2 separate regions of the Columba livia genome follow, and region 1 is linked to region 2. A link is a contact called in public Hi-C data. All regions are on one chromosome and are shown on one strand. The core of a region is the stretch at or near the end of the contact, and the rest is flanking DNA. Distances in the headings are between cores, read along the strand shown. Region 1 has its middle 5.6 kb from the start of BAMBI. Region 2 overlaps LOC135578413 (a long non-coding RNA gene).

What was found. A called contact is a pair of places that touch in the nucleus more often than the background predicts.
Region 1: a contact with region 2 is called in a Hi-C map of liver, with 7 times the contacts expected there. The contact joins two enhancer-like sites. A contact is called at or near these places in 2 of 2 Hi-C or Micro-C datasets (crop and liver).

The regions. Positions count from the first base shown.
Region 1 is chr2:17,471,411-17,475,523 of bColLiv1.pat.W.v2, reverse strand. No RefSeq gene overlaps it. Among named protein-coding and RNA genes, the nearest start is that of BAMBI, 5.6 kb to the right of the region's middle. Within about 2 kb of position 2,158, at least 1 of the 3 cell types and tissues checked has an H3K27ac peak away from gene starts, as active enhancers do.
Region 2 is chr2:17,282,481-17,286,334 of bColLiv1.pat.W.v2, reverse strand. The region is part of intron 3 of LOC135578413 (a long non-coding RNA gene); the gene reads right to left. Among named protein-coding and RNA genes, the nearest start is that of MAP3K8, 150 kb to the right of the region's middle. Within about 2 kb of position 1,259, at least 1 of the 3 cell types and tissues checked has an H3K27ac peak away from gene starts, as active enhancers do.

The DNA.
Region 1 (4,113 bases), core at 909-3,408, 190 kb before region 2:
TTTTTCTGTCTCCCAGTTGTCACACTGTCTCTGATGGAGTTACTGATCTTGCCCTAGAGCCAGAGGAGTGAAGCCTCCTTGCTGTCCCTTTGTGGCTTCCCTGGCCAGTGCAGAGTACACCACCACATGCTGCTGGAATTTAAGCCAGTCCACAGCTCTTACTAACTCACAGCTCCTCATGTCCCCTGTCTCACAAATACTCTTATTCCCTCTGGTTTTCATGGTAAAGTGAGAATTAAGATTTTATTCGTATTGCACATCTTTGCTTAGGTGTTCTGCTGTCTTCTTTTTCAAACAGCAGCTTTCTGGGCCTGAATTATTAAGGGCCTGAATTATTAAGGTCTCATTAAGATACATATCCACCTTCTGGAAGCTGCTGGTCCTTGCTCTGAGGTCTAGCTCTGCCTTTGGCCTTTCCTGTTGCATTTGCAAATGAATGTCAGGACTAGATCTCGGGCTAAACTGTCTGAGTGCTGCCTACTTAAGTAGCTGATACTCCAGTCTATTATAATGTATATGGACTTTCCTGGCTGGCTTGCATTGACTGCCTTGTCTCTGGCATTTGGCTCTGAAATATGCAGCTCAGAAAACAGAGGTTGAGCAATAAATATTGACTAATACTGAGTAACATATCACTAGAGAGTTTCTTTGTCTGCATCAAAAGCTTTTAGAGCTGCTGTTGTGGAGGGGCTGCTGACAACAGCTACTTATAAGAGCAGAGAACAGCCTCGCTTAGCCCCCACACCCTGCAGAGCATCCCAGGTTTTGGCTGCTGGCTATAAGCTCTCCGAGGTACAGACATCTGTGGTCAGACCTTGTGGACAGTCTGTCTTGCATGTGGAGATATAAACCTGAGAGGTTTCCTTAGAAAGACAATAGGTTCTTTTTTACCAAAGAGGTTCTGGTTTGACAGGACAACATGACTGTTCCACTAGATGCCTTATCTCCAAACTATAGCATTCTGTAATAAATGTTACTTTAATTTTGTTTTGTCTTGTTACAGTGATCTCAATTTCCAGGGATTTTTTTGGCCATGTCATGACTCCAGTGCTAGTTCTTATCTCCCACATGCATGCTATGCTGTGTCAGGACATAACTAATGATTTTTCATACTTGGGATCTAAAGTGAATTCCTAATATCTGCCATACCTTATCTCTAGACACCTGATAACCCAGAGCTGATAGGTGGTGCTTGACTTTTTAGGTACGGTTTATGAATCCTGACATGTAACACCTTTACATGGATGTTTCACAAGGTGATGGCTGAATCTTGGACATTAACTCCTGTGTGCAGGATGCAGTCGGGGGCAGGAGCTGATGTGAGCCCCGCGGTACCACCGGGTCCTGCACCGCTCTCGCTGTTCTGCCCATGCGATCACTTACCGATGCGCCTGCCGGCGGGTGCATCCTCCTGTTTCAAAAGCAGCTGCAGCGTTATCTAGCACCTCTTAGCCCTGCATCTGCACAGGACAGGTTGCTACGCCGGCTGTCCGAGCGGGCTCCGGCAGCCCTGCTAGGGCCGGCTCTGCCGGCAGAGGGCAAGACGTGCCCGCGGTGAGCCCCCAGCCGGCCCGCGGAGCCGGGCCCGGGCCCCGCCGGCGCTGCCACCGCATTACCGGCTTTCTGACTCCGGTGCCACCTTTTCGGTCCAGGCTGCATTAATCTAAAGGAAGGTACAATAAGCTCTTCACGGTGCTGGCGGCTTACGGAGCCCCCCTCGACTACTGAAGCTGCGAGGCGGGGTCTCTGTGGGTATGGAATCAAAGGTGAAAATGCAGTTGTGTCTCCTTTAAAGATGCTGCCAAACGCTGGTGTGAGCTCTGCTCTAAAGGCAGCAGTGTGCAGGCCAGGTACAGTGTCAGAGATACAGAAACACCTACACCGTGCCCAGGCAGACTCACAGGGGAAAGCCACAGGGCAGCAGGAGTTCCATTTCAGCATCCCTCTCCCGGCCAGGAGACAATGCTCCCCCCGCCCCTCCTGGCACCCCGGCGAGGCTGCAGAGGAGAGGGATGGGGTGGCAAAAAGGGGAGGAGGTGCAGAGTAGGGCTGAAGGTTAAGGGGCTGGGGCTGGATTTGTTGCCCTGCTATGGGCCGGGGCATTTGTCCTTGGCCGAGTTGATTTGATTCTCAGTGTGTGACTTTCAGCGCACAGTGAGGTTAAATACACTGAAGATGCTACAGACACAGGAGTCTTCTATGGAAAGGAAAAGGAGGACTCCGTGTCCACAAGACCAGTCAGATCCAGAGTGACTCCACTAAATGCATCAACTCCAGTGCTGCTGGGCCAGCAACACAGGAGACACACCCGTCCCGGGGGCATCCCTGCTGCAGCAGGCAGAGGCTGCACCGAGGGGGCTGCAGCCGGCAGATGAGAGGGCAGGGCTCGCTGCCGGCTGCAGGCAGGGCCAGCCGGGCTGGGCTGTCTCCATCTGTGTTTCACTTTGTATTGAATGATGTTAAGCAGAGCTGGAGCTGGCGCCTCGGCCTCATTACCTTCAATTACAATAATTGTTGCCTCTCTCCAGTGTTTTGCATTTCTCCCTGGGGGAATCTCTCTGCTGCTTCTTTTCCAGCCTTGCTCCAGCTTCCCCCTATCGATTGGATCTCTCTGGCCCCGGTCCTAGCAGCGATGCCTCCAGGAGGATAAACGCAAATCGTCCTATTGATTGGGAGGAGTAGGAGTGCAGTTTCGGGGGCGGGGGGAGGGGGAGAGAAGATTAGTTTTAAATGAAAAAAAGTAAGCTGATGAGCATGGCAGGAAATGCTTCACTTTCTGGGCCGCTTAAAAAGTGCGTCTTTATCATGTCCTGTATCTGGGGGGATGCAAATTGGTGCCACCTGGATGATATACCACATGTGCATGGAGGGGTGAATGCTGCTAAGCAGACACTGACCGTTTCCTTTTTATTTGATGTGAACAGGTACTACTGAACATTTCTGGAACACAGCTCTGCTCCTCCAGTTTGCAGGTAACTGAGTTTCACTGGGGACATGCTAATTGCTGCTGAAAGTGAGCAGGAGTGCAGGTCTCCATCCACCCCTGTGAACTGCCCCGGTATCCCCCTGGGAGTTATTCACCTGCAGGAACCTGCTTGGCAGCCTGTCTGTCACAGGGGAGCGGCTGGGGAAGGAGCCAGGTTTTGCGCTCTGCATAGTCTTAGCTCCTGAAGTGGCTACTTGATTCAATAAATCCATGGCCAGCCCCAGAAGTGGGAAGCCAAAGAAATTGCATAGAGTCATATTATGTTCCCTGCCCCCTGGGCTTTATGTTGATCATAGCTATGCTAGCTTAAGCCTTAATTATTTTTTTTAAAGGCAATAATCACCATGAATAAAGGTAATTCAGTAGAATTAGCTTGTGTGTATCATATCCAAAATGCTAGCAAAATAACTGGGAAAAGAAAGTTGTTTGTTGGCTGGTGTTGAGCAGTTAACAAGAAAAAAAAAATTCTGATTAATATTGCTCCAAAGAAGCTTTAAACAGTCCCAATGCTTTTAACTGCATATAATTTCCAAATGAGAAGTTCCCAGATGAATCATAATTGCAAGGTGCAAAAAAGAATGGATGTGGTGGGTGAATGTTGCTTCTGACACCAATTTGAAATGACTGCAGTGTAGCAGTACTAACCTGTCCTTGCTAGTGAAATCAGCATCTGATTTGGCAGTACTGGCAAATGCCAGCGTGCACACGTAAATCCAGCAGTATGCAAATCCTCAGCTCCTCAAGGAATGAGAGTTTCCCCAGGACAGGGCTGCTGGGATGCCCTGACTGTAGAGGTGAACCTGGATGGATTTCCAAACTGCAATTCTTATCCTTTTTTTTTTTTTTTTTTCCTTAAACTGGGGAGGAGGTTGGTGGAAGGGTTCAAACAGGCAGAGATATTGTATTAACATGATTATTGTTAGAGGTAAACTGTGGGGTTACATCCAAACATTTGGGGGAAATGGTGGTGAGTTGCCAGCATGCCAGAAAAGTTTATGGAAGGTGAGGAATTCATGGCAATGTTTAAAGCTGCCAGATGAAGGAATTACTTCCCACTGCACACCGTTTTTCTAGGGCTAGCTGCTTAAATCAGGAGCACCTGAAGGCTGAGATTTCAACTCCATTTA
Region 2 (3,854 bases), core at 10-2,509:
AGAGAGTACTGGTAGTTCATGGAGGCAGCTAAATCATGGGCGTGTTTATTGGAATTGCAAATAGCTTTATACAGACGGGTTAGCCTGGTCACTGGGAATTTGTATGGGTAATTATGGGCTCATTATTATCTTCCCTGCAGGGAAGACACATGACCCAGCTGTTTGAGGAAAAAATTGGGCGCCAGGAACTCCTGGACCCTAATCCCAGCTCTGACACTCCCTTCTCTGGCCCTGGGCAAGTGACTTAACTTTGTGCCTTGGTTTCTCTGTCTGTAAAATAAGGATAATATCTCTGAGGAGTGTTGTGAGGATTAATTAGATAATGTTCATTTAATGCTTTGAAGATATGAAATGTGAAATCTTATTATACAGCTTGGAATGCTTTCCAGGCTCTTTTGATTTCTGACCGCACGCTTTCATTAGATCACCGCCTTCCCCGCGGAGGTGGATTCACTTGGGAGCCACCCCAGCTAATTTGGGAGTTGTTTTTTTCCAATAGCTTGGAGCGGTTCCCAAACACTCTGACTCATGCCGGCTCACTGGAGAAGCTGCCTCTGACACCTGACCCTGCCTGGGGAACGCCTCGGTGTGCGCTGGCTTTCGGGAGACAAGTCAGGGAGTGGCTGGAGACATCAGGTTTAACTGTCTCTAATGAAGCCAGGGATGGATTTTGCCTTCTGATCTTCTCCAAAAGCATCTGCACTTCTGGGATTCCTGGCTGACCAGGGATGTGAGGAACAGCTCCTTTCTCACTGTTCTGCCAAAGGTACAGGTGCTTTCTAAGCATCTGTCTAGATCCTGGTTTTGTCTTGATACTGTGAAGCATGGATGCATGAGACAAGGAATTATTTATACATATATAGGGAATTAAATTACCTCCTTAGTCATTTCCTTTACACACAGTCAGCTTCCTTAGAAGAGTGGTTCCTTAGAAAAATGTAGACTTCTGCCTGCTGCGCAAAGTCACTGTGCAGGACACTGTAAGGTCAATTATTGCTTATAAAGCAATAGCCCAAGTAAGCCTTATTCCTCAAATCTACTTTTTAAAATTGTTTAGTTGTCCTGTCAGCCTTATCAGTCCGCTCCACAGTGGGAAATTGTCCCTTCCCACACTGCCCCATGCTGCAGACCTTCATTCAGCAGCACTTGGGCCATGACAGCTGAGGTGACAAAGACAGGTGAGAGTGTGTAAGGTGTCGTGGCTGCCCCAACTGCTGGGACAGGTGGCAGGAGACTTGGACCCCCTGGGCTGAAACACAACAGGCTTGAAAATGCTTCACCTCATCCAGGAGCAGTGGATGCTCTGGCACAAACATCTGGCACAAACCTCAGCCCTTCAGGAGGAAAGAAGGCCTCCCGGGGTGTAGTCTCCCCTGGCACAGAGGGTTTGTCACCCACAGGATTTTGCCTGAAGATGCTGCGAGGGTTGAAGTTCAGCTACTCAAAAGCGTGAGCTCCCTCGAGTGGAGCGAACACCCCACTGCAGCGGCCGGCGGGGCGCAGCGCCGAGTCCCCTCCCGGGGTGACATCGACACTGCTGTGTACTCGGTGGGGACAGCGAGGTCCCCGTGCACCCGTGGGATCGGCGTGGTCAGCTCAATCAAAGAACCGAAATGTTGGAAAGAATAAGCAGCATGGAAGTAGATGACGAAATGCAGTGATTGTCAGAGCTGGATCTTGCTTCCTTTGAAATCAGGACCTTCCCCAAGGCAGACAAACTGCTCAGAAACTAATCCCCACCACTGCAAAGTATAGAATAGTCACAGAATCACAGCATTTTTGCTGGATTTTGGAGTAGCCCAAATTTATTTGCTCATCCCCTACCGTGAGAGTGAGATTTTTGTTCAGAGAGAGGTCCTTTCTGCTCACTGTTTTCCTCCAAAAACATCCTGAGAAGATGTTTTGTGAGGACACAGGTCTTCAAACAGAACTTGGACTCTAAAATTTGTCTGTCATGTGCCCTCATCTCTAATGCCTGGGAAAAGAGCAATACTTTGCCACACATCTCAGCTGTCTATATTGCACCAGATGAGTAAAAGAAACCCAAAGACAAGGGTGGAGAATATCTGGACAGCAGCTTTCACTCTTCATAGCTCTTGAGTATGGGAGTGTTGTCCTAGGGTGTTGGTGGTGGAACGGAGGAGACAGGTTCTCCACTTTGGGGGTGCAGATCATCTAACACCTTATCAATCACAAACAGCATAGGCTATACCTAGGAGTTATCAAACAACTAGAAAGATCGTCATACGGTGCAGGGAGCTGCTGGTGTGACACTCTGCTTGAGTGCCTTGTCACATTCTGCGTCCAACAGATGTAAGCTGTGTCCCTGAAAAAAGGCCCTGGGAAAGAGGCAGGGAGAAGGACTCAAGTCCCACCCAGTATAATGGAATGATAGAATACCAGGTTGGAAAGGACCTCAGGGATTGCCTGGTCTGGAATAAATTTTCTGGTCAGCTGACACTGAAAAAAGTCTGTGCTGGGCATTGCTGCAGGATGATCAATGAACAGCAAAAGAGGAATCCATCCAGCAGTACTTCCAGACTGCAAAAGTATATGGCAACGTAGACATGGACCCCCCGTCAGAGGGGCTGTGATGTGATGTGATGTGATCCGATCCTGGGAGCATGGTCAATGCTCATGGGCTTTCCAGTCCCTGTCCTTTGGCTCGCCTGTGTTCAAAATGCTGATACCATTTTAGGCACATCCAGGCAGACACATGCACTGGATGCTGTAGTCAGCATCCAGGTACAGGAACAATTCGTCTGTAGAAAGCTAACCTCTTTCTTTAGCTAAGCTTTGATTATATATGCCATCTGCTAAGTCATTGAAATCTCTTGGAATGAATATATGGAAGAATTATTATAATTGAATCTAAGTACTGCTCAAATTAATGTAAATATGACGCATCAGCCTAATAATTAAAGTTGTCAGGTATGGGTTTTATTCAGAGCTTGAATTAGGTTCATGCTTGAACTTGTTGATTTGCCTTGAAGCTTGTAAGGCTGAGCTCAAAAGGCAAAGTGTTGTGGGAATGCTGAAAACAACTCAATGGGGTAAAGGGCTCTTCTGCTCTACTCTGGGGACCTTCTCTCATACCATCTGCAGCACCCCTCACTGGGTACTTTGCATTATATGCAGTAGCCCCTTTATTTCATTTATGGAGATGTTTCACAATGTATGTGTGGCAACTGCAGCCCCCAAAGGTCTGGGCCTCACTGGAGGACACTGGCAGAGCTCCATGTCTCAGCCTGGTCAGCTGTGGGGGCTGGACCAGGCTAGGTCTGCCCAGGGCTGTTTGGGTACCTCCCCAGGGCTCCCACCTCCAGCCAGCAGCACTAGCAGAGTTTATTCACTTGGGAACCACCGTCTCACCAGCTGGGAGCCACTAGGCTGGGCTCATGTAACCATGAATTTTGGCTTGAATGACCCCTGGAAGCAGCCTGGTCAAACTTGCTCCACTATGCCCAGCCTCAGAACAGGCTGCCTGAAAAAGCACCATGTAGAAAACAAAATGAAGTGTTCCTATGGATGTACCAGCTCAGCATCTGGCTCCAAGTTCTTTTCTTTTCAAAGCGTGGCTATGAAACAGAGGCTTAGGTTCAGATTTGAAAGTTGAGAAAATAAACTAAGAATGGTAAAATGGCTCCTTTGGAGAATAAAATTTCTAAATCAACTGGACCACAACTTCAACACATAAAAGAGAAATTAAAAAGAAAAAAAAAAGAAAGAAAGAAAAGCCCCCCAACCAAACTGTTATCATTTTTTCTGGTCTGTTTGTAATTGCTTTGCGTGTATAAGCCAGGCATTTGGCTACAAACACAGAAGATGCATGCATCTGTGCAGACCTAGAGCCC